2 separate regions of the Pan troglodytes genome follow, and region 1 is linked to region 2. A link is a contact called in public HiChIP or PLAC-seq data. All regions are on one chromosome and are shown on one strand. The core of a region is the stretch at or near the end of the contact, and the rest is flanking DNA. Distances in the headings are between cores, read along the strand shown. Region 1 holds the start of RNF185 (ring finger protein 185). Region 2 holds the start of SLC35E4 (solute carrier family 35 member E4).

Region 1 (7,598 bases), core at 3,217-5,716, 520 kb after region 2:
AATACCATGAGAATGACCTCATTTCCGACTAAGGAAAAGTTGAACTCTCTCCATTTTTTCCACCTTATGAACCCAACAAAAAGAGCAAAGAGGAATATAATCAGTGAGTTTATCTTAATGAAAGCTGATGGCTTCAATATCTTTTTTCCCACAGTTTAATTGCTTTAGGCATTTATTATTAGCTATGATTAATGCAGAAAGAAGGGACAAAAAGCTCACAAACACTATACAATTTCACAAGATGCATTGCAGGGGGAAAAGTGACTGAGATGGATCAGCAATATCCCAGGGTCTTGGTGGATGCATTCCTGGTGGAGAGGGTCTCATTCCTGGAGGGGGCATGCCTACTGGCGTCCCTCTAGCAAGGGGAAGCCCAGTTGGTGGGCCCATGGGTGGTTTCATACCAGGTGGAGGAAACATAATGCCTAGAGGTGGAGCTGCTCTGCCAACAGGTGGGGGTGGAGCCCCCGGTCCTGGTGGGTACTGTGTTGGGGCTCCAGTAATGCTCTTCTCTGTGGAGTCATTACCTGCTGGGATGGTCCCCCAACTCCTGGGACAGGGCCTGCTAATCCACCAGGAGCCTGGGGAATTGGTACACCAGCTGATACTCCTCTACCAGCTGCCCTAACAACTCCAGGGCCTCCTGTAGCTCCAGCAAGTGGTACCTGAGCAATGCCAGTATATTTTGGGGGTAGCCCCTCCACGGTCATGGATACCAAGTTCTCCCCATGCAGCAACACCAGACCCCAAAAGTGCTTTCCTTCGAGCTCTGGTTGCTTCACGTTCTTTGGCTTGATCTTTCTGAACTCATCACAATTGCAGAGGATCAAATTCACATGCTTGTCAAACGCCTTAAAAGTGCCAAAGAAGATTGTGCCTTCCTGTAGGATGCATTTCATTCTATAGTCAATGTGCTGCTGCAGCCTTGCTACTCGTGCCCACAGTCGTGATTGCTGCTTCACCAAATCCCGTGTCCACAGTTAAAACTTCGTGCTTCTTAAGACCTGGGGGAAGGCTATAGATAAAGGTATGGTGCAGGTTCTCCCAGAAACAATGCAAGGTGAGGGGGAAATGTGGTGGCTCACGCCTGTAATCCCAACACTTTGGGAGGCTGAGGAGGGCAAATCACCTGAAGTCAGGAGTTCGAGAGCAGCCTGGCCAACATGGTGAAATCCCATCTCTACTAAAAATACAAAAATTAGCTGGGTGGTAGTGGCATGCACCTGTAATCCCAGATACTCAGGAGGCTGAGACAGGAGAATCGCTTGAGCTAGGGAGGCAGAGGTTGAGGTGAGTCAAGATGGCATCACTGTACTCCAATCTGAGTGACAGAGTGAGGTGCTGTCTCAAAAATATATGTATAATTTTTAAAAGTATATTGAAAGCATTGGGTGAGGTGGCTCATGCCTATAATCCCAACACTTTGGGAGACCAAACTGGGAGGATCCCTTGAGGCCAGGAGTTTGAGACCAGCCTGGGCAACAGCAGGACCCTGTCTCTACAGAAAAATAAAAAATATTAGCTGGGTGTGGTGCGTGCCTGTAGTCACAGTTATTCAGGAGACTGAGGTGGGAGATCACTTGAGCCCAGGAGTTGAAGGCTGCAGTGAGTTAGGATGGTGTGCCACTGCACTCCAGTCTGGACCACAGGCTGAGACCATGTTTTTTTTTTTAAATAAAAAATAGATAATGGATCGATTGATGGAGAACGCTCACTCTCTGCTGAACCTGTTCCAAGTATCCTCATAACAACTTTTTGAGGTAGGAAGAAATTGGAACACATCTGTGGTTAAACAAGTTGAGTTTATCACTTGTTATGGGGTAAGGGTGAGAGGACATGAATCATGAGAAACAATAGGGCTGCTGGGCTTGGTGGCTCACATCTGTAATCCCGGCACTGTAGAAGCCCAAGGTGGGAGGAACACCTTAGGTCAGGAGTTCGAGACCAGCCTGGCCAACATGGTGAAACCCTGTCCCTACTAAAAATACAAAAATTAGCCGGGAGTGATGGTGGGCGCCTGTAATCCCAGCTACTTGGGAGGCTGAGGCAGAAGAATCACTTGAACCCAGGAGGCAGAGGCTGCAGTGAGCTGAGATCACACCACTGCACTCCAGCCTGAGTGACAGAGTGATACTCTGTCTCAAAAACAAACAAACAAAGGGGCATCTCAGTAACAAAGTGTTACAAAGGACACATAGGATTTGGGCTTGCATTAGGTGATTTGGAGGAGGGCTTAAGAAAATGGGGTTTTCTGGATTGGATGCTGCCTATGAGTGAGTACCTTGATAAACATTATTTAGAAGGAGGGAAGAGTAGACCGAGGCTAAATCTATAATCTCTATATGAGCCAGAATAGGGAAATGTTTGGCCATTTTTGTAGTTCGAACAATGCTCATGTTTTGTCTGGGTTTAGACATGATTCGAGTGGTTTTGTTATTGTCTTGATCCATCATGGTCACATAGTGGCCTTGTTTGATGTTGATGTTCTGTGAAGTTTTTATGTTCAATAAGAGAACACACCAAGGTCTATTTGTGAGTGCCAGACCATCTCCTGGATATCAGGGGCTGTTTTTCTCTTAGAGCTTGGTTTCAAATCCAGGTTTGTGTGACTGGAAACATCCCCTGTATTACTTCTTGATCACAGGAACTTGCGAAGGTGGCTGGCAGACTAGGACTTTCATCTATGAGCTTATTTCATCTACTATTTTTAATTTTTTTTCTGAGACGGAGTTTCACTCTTGTCGCCCAGGCTGGAGTGCAATGGCACGATCTTGGCTCACTATAACCTCTGTCTCCTGGGTTCAAGCAATTCTCCAGCCTCAGCCTCCCAAGTAGCCGGGATTACAGGTGCCCGCCACCACGCCTGGCTAATTTTTGTATTTTTAGTAGAGATAAGTTTCACCATGTTGGCCAGGCTGGTCTCGAACTCCTGACCTCAGGTGATCCGCCCGCCTCGACCTCCCAAAGTGCTGGTATTATAGGCGTGAGCCACCGCGCCGGCCTTTATCTACTATGTTCACCTCCTACTCAGGTCCGATCCCTAACAGTTCCTGGGATAACTGTAGGTACTTAATAAATGCTAGTTGAATGAATGAAGATGGCTGTCAAGAACTCCAATGACTGCTTGAGTGCAAATCACAAGCTCCATCACCTATCAGTATGTGATTTGATACAATATGTATTAACAGCTAATCCACAATCCATATTCAAATTTCATTACTTGTCCCAATATTGTCCATTACAACTATTCCACCACCACCACCACCCCAGTCCAGGGTCCTATTTAGAATCACACACCACATTTTGTTGTCATGCTTCTTTAGTCTCCTTTAAACTGGAACAGTTCCTCAGCTTTTCTCTGTTTTTCATGACAATGAGTTATTTTGTAGAGAGTGTCCTTCATTTGGGGTTCTCTAGCACTTCCTCATGAGATGTGTACGGTGCACTTTTGACAGAAATACCACAGATGTGTTCTCAGTGCATTTTATTAGGAGGCCCTTGATCTGACCCATTAACTAGTGGTGTTAACTTTGATCACTTTGATCTGTTTGTTCTGCTAGGTTAAACCTCTGTAACATCACCATTTTCCCTTTGTAATCAATAGCTAATTTATGGGAGACACTTTTACTGTTGTAAACATCCCGTTTCTCTAGTTTTACCACACATTATTGATTTCCTAATTCCACCATGTTTATTAGCTGGCATTCTACAAAAAGGAAGACTTTCCCTTCACCCATTAATATGCTCACTTCTTTATGTTTGTAACGACTCATGGATTACTATTTTATTCAATTAGTTATACTCTATTACTATCACTCCATATTTTGATTCTGAAATTGCCCTGACTTGGCCAGTAGGATCTCCTTCAAGACAACTCCTGTGTTCTTTGACACATTCCCATGATTCTTATTACCATCAACCTTATATTCTAGTGTAACAAGATGTTCCAAGTTTATCTGGTACTTTCCGGAATGAGTTAGTTCTTTCTCTCTCTCTCTCTTTTTTTTTTTTTTTTTTTTTTTTTTTGACGGAGTCTCACTCTGTCGCCCAGGCTAGAGTGCAGTGGTGCGATCTCAGCTCACTGCAACCTCCGCCTCCCGGGTTCAAGCGATTCTCCTGCCTCAGCCTCCCGAGTAGCTGGGATTACAGGTGTGCGCCACCACGACCGGCTACTTTTTGTATTTTGAGTACAGAGGGGTTTCACCATTTTGGCCAGGCTGGTCTCGAACTCCTGACCTCAAGTGATCCATCCGCCGCGGCCTCCCAAAGTGCTGGAATTACAGGTGGGAGCCACCGCGCCCGGCCGGAATCAGTTTTTTTCTTTTAGGAGCCCCGAACCCAAAGCTCTTTGAAAAGCTGCTGAAGAGCTCCAAGGTTCCTCCGCTTCCTGCTCGCAGGCGGAACCTTAGAGCTTCGGACATGGAAATTAACCTCTTCCGGTTGGGGCCGGAAGTCCCTCCGAGAGGGGCGGCTCCGCGTCATGTGACTGGAGTCCGCGTAGGAGGGGTCGGAGGTCCTACCCAACAGATTGACGCGGCGTTAGTATTGGCCGTGTACCCGAAAAACTGATTGACTGGGCTGGCGTTAACTGTGCGGAGGCAGGTATGTGAGGGGCTGGGGTTGGGGCGGGGGCCGCCAAAGTTTAGGGACGGGGGCGGGAGACCCGGGTCCGCCTTCCCAGGACACACGGGCTTCAACATCTGAGCCCAGGGGCCCAGAGACAGCAAGACCGGTCATGTCTGTCCCCGAAAAGAGGACGAGCTGGCGTTGTGGTTCTGCGTCCCATGATTACAGATTGGGGAAACTGAGGCCTTGAGAAAGAGAAGGGCTCCCACAAGCTCTCCTTTCGAGACATGGGCACTGATTCCCATTCTATCCCCCGTGCGAGACCGCCTCTATCATCTGGGAGTGCATTTCACGAGTTTGCCCTGAGTGGAGAAGCAGAGGCCGGGGAGCGCGGTGAACAGAGTTGGGCTGAAAGTAAGAGACCTGGATTCGAGACTTCGCCACCGACAGACAATTGTGCGTTCTGGGCCAAATCTCTTCCCTGTGCTGGGCCTCAGTTTTCTCGTGTCTAAAACGGGGCAGTGTTTTTCAAAATATGGTTCTTACACCATCTGCTTTGTAATTCTCTGAGATGCCGGCTTTACAGCGCGGGACTCAATTCAGACTTCTGGTTTAGAATCTGAACTTATGTGTAGGGGGGTCCTGTATATACTGATGTTTGAAGCTCATTGATTTTAAGTGCTTTCCTGCTGTGAGCACTAGATATCCATTCTTCGCTTTGAGGCAGCTGGTGCCAGTTCAGGAACTTTGAAAGAACTGGAATGGTTAGCTCAGTAAAGAGAGCAATGGAAGGGAATTAACTTTTTAAAAATTGAAAATACTGTTACGGCAAAGAGGGCTTCCACTTCATCTTTAGGCTAAAAGAGGCAGAACTAGGACTAACAGGTGAATTCTACAGGAAGACAAGATTTTTGCTTAATAGAAGAACTTAAATGGAAGAATCGTCAGAGGTGACCACCGATGGAGTGAATGGATTGCCTCCGTGCCTCCTTTCGAGGGAGGTATATAGGTATTAGATGAAGGTCCTTTCCAACTTGAAAGTCTGTGATTCTAAGTAGTTGTTCTGCATCTTTCTGGTGCTGACTCTGCTCTCAAGGCAAATGTGACTTTTTTCTTCTCTTTTGACACTTCCATCACTTTAGCCTACATCTCCTGTAAATAAGGCCAATGCATCTGACCTTACGTAATCTCTTCCTGGTTGTCCTGTGCACCATCCTTCTTTTCAAGGACTTTGGAATGACCCAATATCTGATAGAGGCACCTTAAATGTTTATTGAATGAATAAGTAAACTGGGTCCCACCCCATGGGTTAGTAGCTTTTTTCTAAGAACAAGTTGGAAATGCCTCTGAAGATTTTATGTTTGACCAGGAGAAGCCAGTGAACTCTGAATCACAAAATTGAGGACTCTCAGTTGAAAGGACCCCTTGAGGTTGTTCAGACCAGCCTTCTCTTCCCTGGAACATAATCCCTGCTTGAATCCTCTCTTCAGCAATATGTGTATAGATGTGAGAGAATTTTTGCAGTTTGTTGGCTAGCTTTCCATGCATCATATAAAAACAGTCCTCTTATAGACTTGACTTGCCAGTTCGCACACATGACAAGTTCCAGCTTTTTTTTTTTTTTTTTTGAGTATTTAGTAGAGATGGGGTTTCACCATGTTGGCCAGGCTGGTCTCGAACTCCTGACCTCAAGTGATCCGCCTGCCTCAGCCTCCCAAAGTGCTGGGATTTCAGGTGTAAGCCACTGTGCCTGGCCTCTAGCATACCTTTGGTTTTCTAATCAAACATTATTATGTCCTTATTTTGTGCATTACAAAGCTCTGCCTAAATCACTTTTTCAACACCTGCTAGAATGCTTAGGAATGTTTATGTTGTCTTAGGGAGCAGAGGCTCCATATTATGACCCACTTCTGCTGACTTGCTCCCCCGCCGCCACAAAAGTTAGGGTTGAGCCAAAACTTCCTGCCAGTTATCGACTTGTGTTTCCCAAGATTAAAAAATAAAAAAGTTGTGAAATGCTTATTCAGATGTTATCCAGGTACTGGGTAAAATGATCTTAATTTGTTGGAGTTTTTAGAACTTCTCGATCTAAAAGTTTCCTTTTAAAGAAGTGTCTGAATTGACATTCTCATAAGTATGTTCTTCAGGCCACTGGTCTGAAGAAGTGGCTCTGAAAAAAGGATTTGATGCTAATAATAAGTTTGAGAAAGCCACATACCATTATTCTTTCTTGGAGCTTCTCAATATGTAATACCACATTAAAAGCACTTGAGAGGTCCTGCAATAAGGAAATGTGCTTTATAAGCCAAGATAATAACTTGTTCCATTTGTTTAATCTACTTGATGTCAAATCTTTTTTTTTTTTAATTGAAGCACACATTAGCAAATTCTGACCTAGAGTGGGGATCTGCATACTATATATAGGCTGTGAACCAAACCTGGACCTACTGCTTGTTTATATGGTCTGTGAGCTAAGGGTGCTTTTTACATTTTTCTTTCTTTCTTTTTTTTTTTTTTTTTTAAGACAGAGTCTCGCTCTGTTGCCCAGGCTGGAATGCAGTGGCTCCATCTCGGCTCACTGCAAGCTCCGCCTCCTGGGTTCATGCCATTCTCCTGCCTCAGCCTCCCGAATAGCTGGGACTACAGGCGCCCACCCCGATGACTGGCTAATTTTTTGTATTTTTAGTGGAGATAGGGTTTCACTGTGTTAGCCAGGATGGTCTTGATCTCCTGACCTCGTGATCTGCCCGCCTCGGCCTCCCAAGGTGCTGGGATTACAGGCGTGAGCCACCACGTCTGGCCTGCTTTTTACATTTTTAAATGATGGGAAATAAAAGAAGAATAATATTACATAGGTGACAATTACAGGAAGATAAAATTTCAGTGTTCATTTCAGTCACACCCATTTATTTATACTCATATATATTTACATATTGTCTTTGGGTGCTTTAATGCTGCTCAGTGGAGTTGATTACTTCCCATAAAAACCATATGGTCCACAGAGTCTGAAGTATTTACTCTATGGCCCTTTA
Region 2 (7,680 bases), core at 790-3,289:
GTCCACTTTGGCTGGCTTAGTTTCCTTTCCACAACCCTTTCTGGAGAAACCCTAAATGCCACCATTTTTTGGTCCTTGGCCTGGAAATTTCCCTATCTGCACCCCCTGCCCTGTAGCTTAGGCTATTCAGCAGAGATCTGCAGGCTCCAGCAGGCGTCGGACTTACAGAGGCAAATGTGACCATGTAAATTCCCAGGCCCACCCGTGACAGAGAGCCTCTGATTCAGCAGGCCTCCTTTGAGGCTGGGTATTTTAAACCCGCGTCCCGTGATTGGGATGGGGATTGAGGGCTATATTCCGCGCCTGGCCACCAGAGGGCGCAGCGGGCTGGGTTCAGCGGTACCCCTTTGAGATCTTGTGTCTCAAGAGAGGTTGCTGTTATCAAGGATTTGCTGGTTAGACAACAGGCAAGGGGTGAGCTGGGTCCTCTTGGGCAGGAGCCTAGTAGGAAGACCGACAACAGGAAAGAGGCTCACATCTGATACTGGGCACATGGCTGGGCCTTGGTCCTCGTGCTCCTGGACTTCAGAGCTCAGAGGGGCCAGGGCCTGGCCTAACCTGGAATCTGGATGGACCTCTTCTGCCCTGGGGCGCGCCGTTTACCCAATCCTGACCTCAGAGAGCGTCTGTCGTTCTGGTGGGAAAACCGAGACCCAGACAGGAACAAGGGCTCAGTGGCAACCGCTCTGCCTCCCAGCCCAGGGCTCTGTCTTGCCGGGGCTGGGACACAGGGTGGACCCCAGGAAGTTCTGCTATGAGTCAGCTTCGAGTGCTCAGGGGACGGGACAGAGGCTGCTGGCCGGGGAAGGATGCCGGCCGGCGGTACCTACTTCCGCAGCTGTGGGTATCCCTGCCTGGTGATTCAGCTTCCCTCTGAGGGTCCCCAGGGGGCGCCGCCCTGGACTGGGAGGCTGGGGAGGATGCTGGGGCTACGGAGGGGCGATGGAGGTGCCTTAAGGGACCCCGTAATCCAGCTCTGCTGGATGCTGAGGTCCCACGAGATAATTGTGGCCAGAGATCAGGTGGGCGTAAGACTGGTCCCAGGATGGGGGCTGTGGGCCCCTCCTCACTACCCTGCTTCTTGAAGATAGCCTGGGCGGCTGTGCGGGATACCCCAGTGTCTCCAGCAACGCGCGTTCATCTCCATGGAGGGCTCGCCTTGGCGCTGGGTGGGGAGCGACTTGGTCCCCCCTGGCGGCGAAGAGAGGCTGACCACGACAGCTCGGGGGGGGGGTCTACTGGGCAGATGCGCAGGCCGCGGGCGGAGGAGGGCTGATGGGGGAAATGCCAGGCCGATGGGGGAGGGGCTGTGAGCGGGAGGCGTTGGGGCGGGGCGAGACCGCCCTCCCGGTCCGGGGGCGGGGCCTGGCCTGGGGCGGGGCCTGGCGGGGGTGCTCAGCCCAATTTTCCGTGTAGGGAGCGGGCGGCGGCGGTGGAGGCAGAGGCGGAGGCGGAGCCAAGAGCGCACCGCCGCGCCCGCCGTGCCGGGCCTGAGCTGGAGCCGGGCGTGAGTCGCAGCAGGAGCCGCAGCCGGAGTCACAGCCGCAGCCAGAGCCGCAGCCAAAGCCTCAGAGAGCAGGAGTTGGAGCGCAGGCCCTGCTGGATCCGCGCCTAGCTCGCCGCCAGGCACCGGCCGGAGCACGGGCCGTGGTGTCAGCTTACTGCCCGGGCGCTGTGGGAGGCAGCTAGCCCGCGACCCCCCGGGCCGGGCACCGCCAGGCGCGGAGCCCAGATCGCCCCCCTGCCAGGCCTGGTCACGGCCAGAGCACGCAGGAGTTCCCAGGGTCTGGATCTGCGCGCACCCTAATGACCTGGGGACTGAAGAGAAAAAAGGAACGAGGATTTCATCTAAAAGCATAACGTGGGCACTAGGCGAGGAGGAAAGTGGAGACCACCTGGCACGGGGCAGAGGTGCCTGGAGCCAACGCTTGAGCATCGGAGACCCTGGCATCCTAGCAGCCGCGACCTTGGCTCTGCCCTGAGCTGGAAACACAGCTTAGCTTCTAGACATCGCTGGCACAGGCCTGGCACAAGTAAGCAGTGTTCTCACCTGTCTGAAACGGGACACGGGGTCGGAGGAACCAGGATCTAGCCTGACCCCAAGCGGAACTCTCTGGTGGCCCAGAGGTCGTCACTGGGGAGCCCGCCTCCTGCCGTAGCCTCACTGGTGCGGATGTGCCGCTGCCCGCCGGAGCACCATGATGGCAGGATGACCTCAGCTGAAGTAGCAGCAGCAGCTGGTGGTGCTCAGGCGGCTGGGCCCCCCGAGTGGCCCCCTGGCAGCCCTCAGGCCCTCCGGCAGCCTGGCCGGGCCCGAGTGGCCATGGCAGCACTGGTGTGGCTGCTGGCGGGAGCCAGCATGTCAAGCCTCAACAAGTGGATCTTCACAGTGCACGGCTTTGGGCGGCCCCTGCTGCTGTCGGCCCTGCACATGCTGGTGGCAGCCCTGGCATGCCACCGGGGGGCACGGCGCCCCATGCCAGGCGGCACTCGCTGCCGAGTCCTACTGCTCAGTCTCACCTTCGGCACTTCCATGGCCTGTGGCAACGTGGGCCTAAGGGCTGTGCCCCTGGACCTGGCACAACTGGTCACTACCACCACACCTCTGTTCACCCTGGCCCTGTCGGCACTGCTGCTGGGCCGCCGCCACCACCCGCTTCAGTTGGCCGCCATGGGCCCGCTCTGCCTGGGGGCCGCCTGCAGCCTGGCTGGAGAGTTCCGGACACCCCCCACTGGCTGTGGCTTCCTGCTCGCAGCCACCTGCCTCCGCGGACTCAAGTCGGTTCAGCAAAGTAAGTGCCTGGGTGGCCAATTGAGAAGGTGGGGGTCCGGGTGGGTGCATGGCCTGGATGGCCCTGTGAGGGGTATGGCTGTTGTCCCATTTTACAAATGAGGAAACTGAGGTTCATGGCTGTGGGGGAAGCAGAACTGAGGCTCAGAGAGAGCCAACAGTTCAGTGAGTTCCAGGCCCCAAACTCAGGCTCTGGAGGCCCAACTCGTGTTTATTTGTTTATTTACTTATTTAGACAGGGTCTGGCTCTGTCACCCAGGCTGGATTGGTGAGATCTCAGCTCACTACAGCCTCCGCATCCTGGGTTCAAGTGATTCTTCTGCCTCAGCCTCCCAAGTAAGTGGGACTACAGGTGCGCACCACCACGCTAAGCTAATTTTTGTATTTTTAGTAGAGACGGCATTTTACCATGTTGGCCAGGCTGATCTTGAATTCCTGACCTCCCAAGGTGCTAGGATTTCAAGCGTGAGCCACCCCACCTGGCCAGCTAATTTTTTTTTTTTTTTGTATAGACACAGGGTCTTGCTATGTTGCCCAGGTGGGTCTTGAACTCCTGGCCTCAGCGATCTTCCCACCTCAGCTTCCTGAAGTTCTGGAATTACAAACCAGTATTTAGTGATAGCCAGTGATCTGTGTTTGACTAGCCTTTTATCTCACTGTATTGTTCCCATTTGATAGATGAAGAGGTTTGCCCTGGGCCACGTGGCCAGTGAGCAGCAGAGGCAAGATCTAAACCCAGATAGTCAGACTCCATGCTTCCAAGAGATGTGGCCTGAGGCTTTGGACACAAAGGAAAGCCAGAAAGCATGGGCCAGGGAGAGAAAAGGAGGGTAAAGCCTTGAGCTGGGATTTGGAAGGTCATGGGTCAGGTCTAAGTCTGGGGAGGGCTGTTGTTTACTGGGAGCTACAGTGTGACAGGCTTGGTGCTGAGTGTTGACCTTGAGTTGTCATGGCAACCACCAACTTTATCCCCATTTTACAGATGATGGGACTAAGACCCAGAGAAGTTCATGATTTGACAGGCCGGGCATGGTGTCTCATGCCTGTAATCCCAGCACTTTGGGAGGCTGAGGTGGGAGGACTCTTGAGGCCAGGAGTTCCAGACCACCCTGGCCAACATGGTGAAACCCTGTATCTATTAAAAATACAAAAATGGGGGCCGGGCGCGGTGTCTCATGCCTGTAATTCCAGCACTTTGGGAGGCTGAGGCGGGTGGATCACGAGGTCAGGAGTTCAAGAACAGACTAACCAAGATGGTGAAACCCCATCTCTACTAAAAATACAAAAAAATTAACCGGGCGCCATGGCAGGTGTCTGTAATCCCAGCTACTCGGGAGGCTGAGGCAGGAGAATAGCTTGAACCCGGGTGGCAGAGGTTGCAGTGAGCCGAGATCGCCCCACTGCACTCCAGCCAAAGCGACAGAGTGAGACTCCATCTCAAAAAAAAAAAAAAAAAAAAAAAAATTGGGCCAGGCGCAGTGGCTCACAGCTGTAATCCCAGCACTTTGGGAGGCCGAGGCAAGTGGATCACCTGAGGTCAGGAGTTCGAGACCAGCCTGGCCAACATGGGGAAACCCTGTCTCTACTGAAAATACAAAAATTAGCTGAGCGTGATGGTGGGCGCCTGTAATCCCAGCTACTCAGGAGGCTGAGGTGAGAGAATCGCTTGAACCTGGGAGGCAGAGGTTGCAGTGAGCTGAGATCACGCTATTGCACTCCAGCCTGGGTAACAAGAGTGAAACTCTGTCTCAAAATTAGCTGGGCCAGGTGGCATGCACCTGTAATCCCAGCTACTGGGGAGGCTGAGGCATAAGAATTCCTTGAACCCAGGAGAAGGAGGTTGCAGTGAGCTGAGATCACACCACTGCACTCCAGCCTGGGCGACAGAATGAGACTCTGTCTCAAAAAAAAGAAAGAAGTTCAGCCCAGCGCGGTGGCTCACATCTGTAATCCCAGCACTTTGGGAGGCTGAGGTGTATTGGGGGAAATTCAGCCAGATATCGGGCGAAATTCACCCCTGATATTTCACGTCGGTTCTTTTCTGTATTACGTAAGTGTCAGCTGGTCTGAGAAATAAAGGGACAGAGTACAAAAGAGAGAAATTTTAAAGCTGGGTGTCCGGGGAAGACATCATATGTCGGCAGGTTCCGTGATGCCCCCTGAGCCATAAAACCAGCAAGTTTTGATTAGTGATTTTCAAAAGGGGAGGGAGTGTACCAATAGGATGTGGGTCACAGAGACCACGTGCTTCACAAGGTAATAGAATATCACAAGGCAAATGGAGGCAGGGCCAGATCACAGGACCATAGGACCGGGGCGAAATTAAAATTGCTAATGAAGTTTCGGGCACGCATTGTCATTGATAACATCTTATCAAGAGACAGGGTTTGAGAGCAGACAACCGGTCTGACCAAAATTTATTAGGTGGGAATTTCCTCGTCCTAATAAGCCTGGGAGCGCTACGGAGACTGGGGCTTATTTCATCCCTACAGCTTCGACCATAAAAGATGGTCGCCCCCCAGAAGCAGCCATTTTAGAGGCCTACCCTCAGGGACGCATTCTCTTTCTCAGGGATGTCCCTTGCTGAGAAAAAGAATTCAGCAACATTTCTCCCATTTGCTTTTGAAAGAAGAGAAATATGGCTCTGTTCCACCCGGCTCAACGGCAGTCAGAGTTTAAGGTTATCTCTCTTGTTCCCTGAACATTGCTGTTATCCTGTTCTTTCAAGGTGCCCAGATTTCATATTGTTCAAACACACATGCTCTACAATTTGTGCAGTTAACGCAATCATCACAGGGTCCTGAGGCGACATACAGCCTCCTTAGCTTACGAAGATGATGGGATTAAGAGATTAAAGATAGGCATAGGAAATCACAAGGGTATTGATTGGAGAAGTGATAAGTGTCCATGAAATCTTCACAATTTATGTTCAGAGATTGCAGTAAAGGCAGGTGTAAGAAATTACAAAAGTATTAATTTGGGGAACTAATAAATGTCCATGAAATCTTCACAATCCACGTTCTTCTGCAATGGCTTCAGCCGGTCCCTCCGTTTGGGGTCCCTGACTTCCCGCAACAGAGGTGGGAGGACCACGAGGTCAGGAGATCAAGACCATCCTGGCCAACATGGTGAAACCCTGTCTACTAAAAATACAAAAATTAGCTGGGCATGGTGGCGCCTGCCTGTAATCCCCCCTACTCGGGAACCTGAGGCAGGAGAATCACTTGAACCCAGGAGGCAGAGGTTGCAGTGAGCCGAGATCACGCCACTGCACTCCAGCCTGGGGACAGAGCTAGACTCCATCTCAAAAAAAAAAAAAAAAAAAGACAAAGAAAGAAAGAAGTTCATGATTTGCACAGAGGTCACGGGGTCCCTAATGACGTGAAGCATGGTCTATGTGACTCCAGATGCTGGCTCTGATGAAAGAGGGCAGCAGGGCTCTGGGCAGTTTAGGGCCGAGGCTCCAGGCCCAGACCCACTAGATCATTCTGCCTGAGGGCGAAGGCTGGCTTCCTGCCTTTCCTACTGAGGGGCATCTGAGTCGCAGCCTCTATCCTCTCTCTGCCTCAACCCAAGGAGACATAGGGGAGGCCAGGGTGCCCACTCAGGGTGGGGAGGCCTGGGTTCCAGCCATACCTTTGCTCATATTTGCTGGGCAACCTTGGGCATATCGGGATTTTATCTGGGCCTCAGTTTCCTCATCTGTCAATGGAGGAGAGTTGGAGTTGATGGAGTCCAAGGGGCCTCTTGCTCTCCCTTCGCCCTGAGATCCTGTGACCCAGGCCTGGCAGAAGGAAGTGGGCACACCAAGAGTGCTGGGCTGGGATTGATGACAGCCCACAGCCAGGGAAGATTGAAGTCAGAGTTCAGCCCTGCCCTGGCGTATTCAGAGCTGACACAGAGGCCCTATGTCTATCCTCCCTGGCTCCAAGGCAGGGTCAAAACCCAGTTCTATTTTTTGCCCTCAGGTTACATGAGAGCTAGAGGCTGAGCACAGGCATGAGCTCTGGGCGTGAGTCTGCACTGGGAAACCTGACCTGTGGGCACCCCTGTGCAGGCCACAGGGCTGTGAAGGTCCTAACCTCAAGGCCCATGCTGCCCCTGCTGAGAAACAGTCAGTGCTTCTCACACTGGGACCCAGGCAGCCCCAGCCTGCAGGAGGGGCAATGGCCGGCCAGGCCTCAGGCACTTGGGCATGGAGTGGCATGTGCCTGGCATCGGGCTGCATCTTGACTCCTGCCAGCTCCCTCCTTCCCTCCCTCCCTAGTCTTAACTCCTGACCCCTGGGAGGTTGAGTCCTTGCTCTGGGCTCCTGCGGCAACCTCTGCTCCCCCTATCGTGGTTCCAAATGCCATGTATGATCACCACCTGGTTACCTGTCTGCTGCCTGCCAGACAGATTTGGGGCAATTCTATGTTCCTGGAACCTAGCCCTGGGGCCTGGCAGAGGATACATAATTTGTAAATTATAATTTTTAAATTTTATTTTATTATTATTATTTTTTTGAGACAATCTCTCTCTGTCGCCCAGGCTGGAATGCAGCAGTGCAATCTCGGCTCATTGCAACCTCTGCCTCCTGGTTTCAAGCAATTCTTGTGCCTCAGCCTCCTGAGTAGCTGGGACTACAGGCTCATGCCACCGTCCTGGCTAATTTTTAATTTTTTTTTTTTTTTTTTTTTTTTGTAGAAATGGGCTCACTATGTTGCCCAGGCTGGTCTCGAACCCCTGGCCTCAAGTGATCTTCCCTCCGGGCCTCCCAAAGTGCTGGAATTACAGGTGTGAGCCAACATGCCGACAGATTTACTGATGGCTCTGACAGGCGAGCTGATCTCATAGACTGGTTGGGCTGCCTGATTCAGGAGGGAGTTTAGGGGGCTAGAGGCCCCACT

Evidence for each region. HiChIP or PLAC-seq counts read pairs in DNA pulled down with a chosen protein or histone mark.
Region 1: a contact with region 2 is called in an H3K4me3 HiChIP or PLAC-seq map of stem cell-derived excitatory neurons, with 3 times the contacts expected there. The contact joins the promoter of RNF185 here to the promoter of SLC35E4 in region 2. A contact is called at or near these places in 1 of 7 Hi-C or Micro-C datasets (stem cell-derived neural progenitor cells) and 1 of 1 datasets of contacts at active chromatin or transcription factors (stem cell-derived excitatory neurons).

Annotation. Positions count from the first base shown.
Region 1 is chr23:33,274,732-33,282,329 of NHGRI_mPanTro3-v2.0_pri, forward strand. It overlaps RNF185 (ring finger protein 185), which reads left to right and starts at 4,467. Exons shown (of 7, transcript XR_002941235.3): 1 at 4,467-4,602. It also overlaps the pseudogene LOC107970338.
Region 2 is chr23:32,754,900-32,762,579 of NHGRI_mPanTro3-v2.0_pri, forward strand. It overlaps SLC35E4 (solute carrier family 35 member E4), which reads left to right and starts at 2,040. Exons shown (of 2, transcript XM_054675832.2): 1 at 2,040-2,792. The coding sequence starts at 2,174. OSBP2 (oxysterol binding protein 2) reads left to right here and starts at 2,710. Exons shown (of 15, transcript XM_016938976.2): 1 at 2,710-2,792.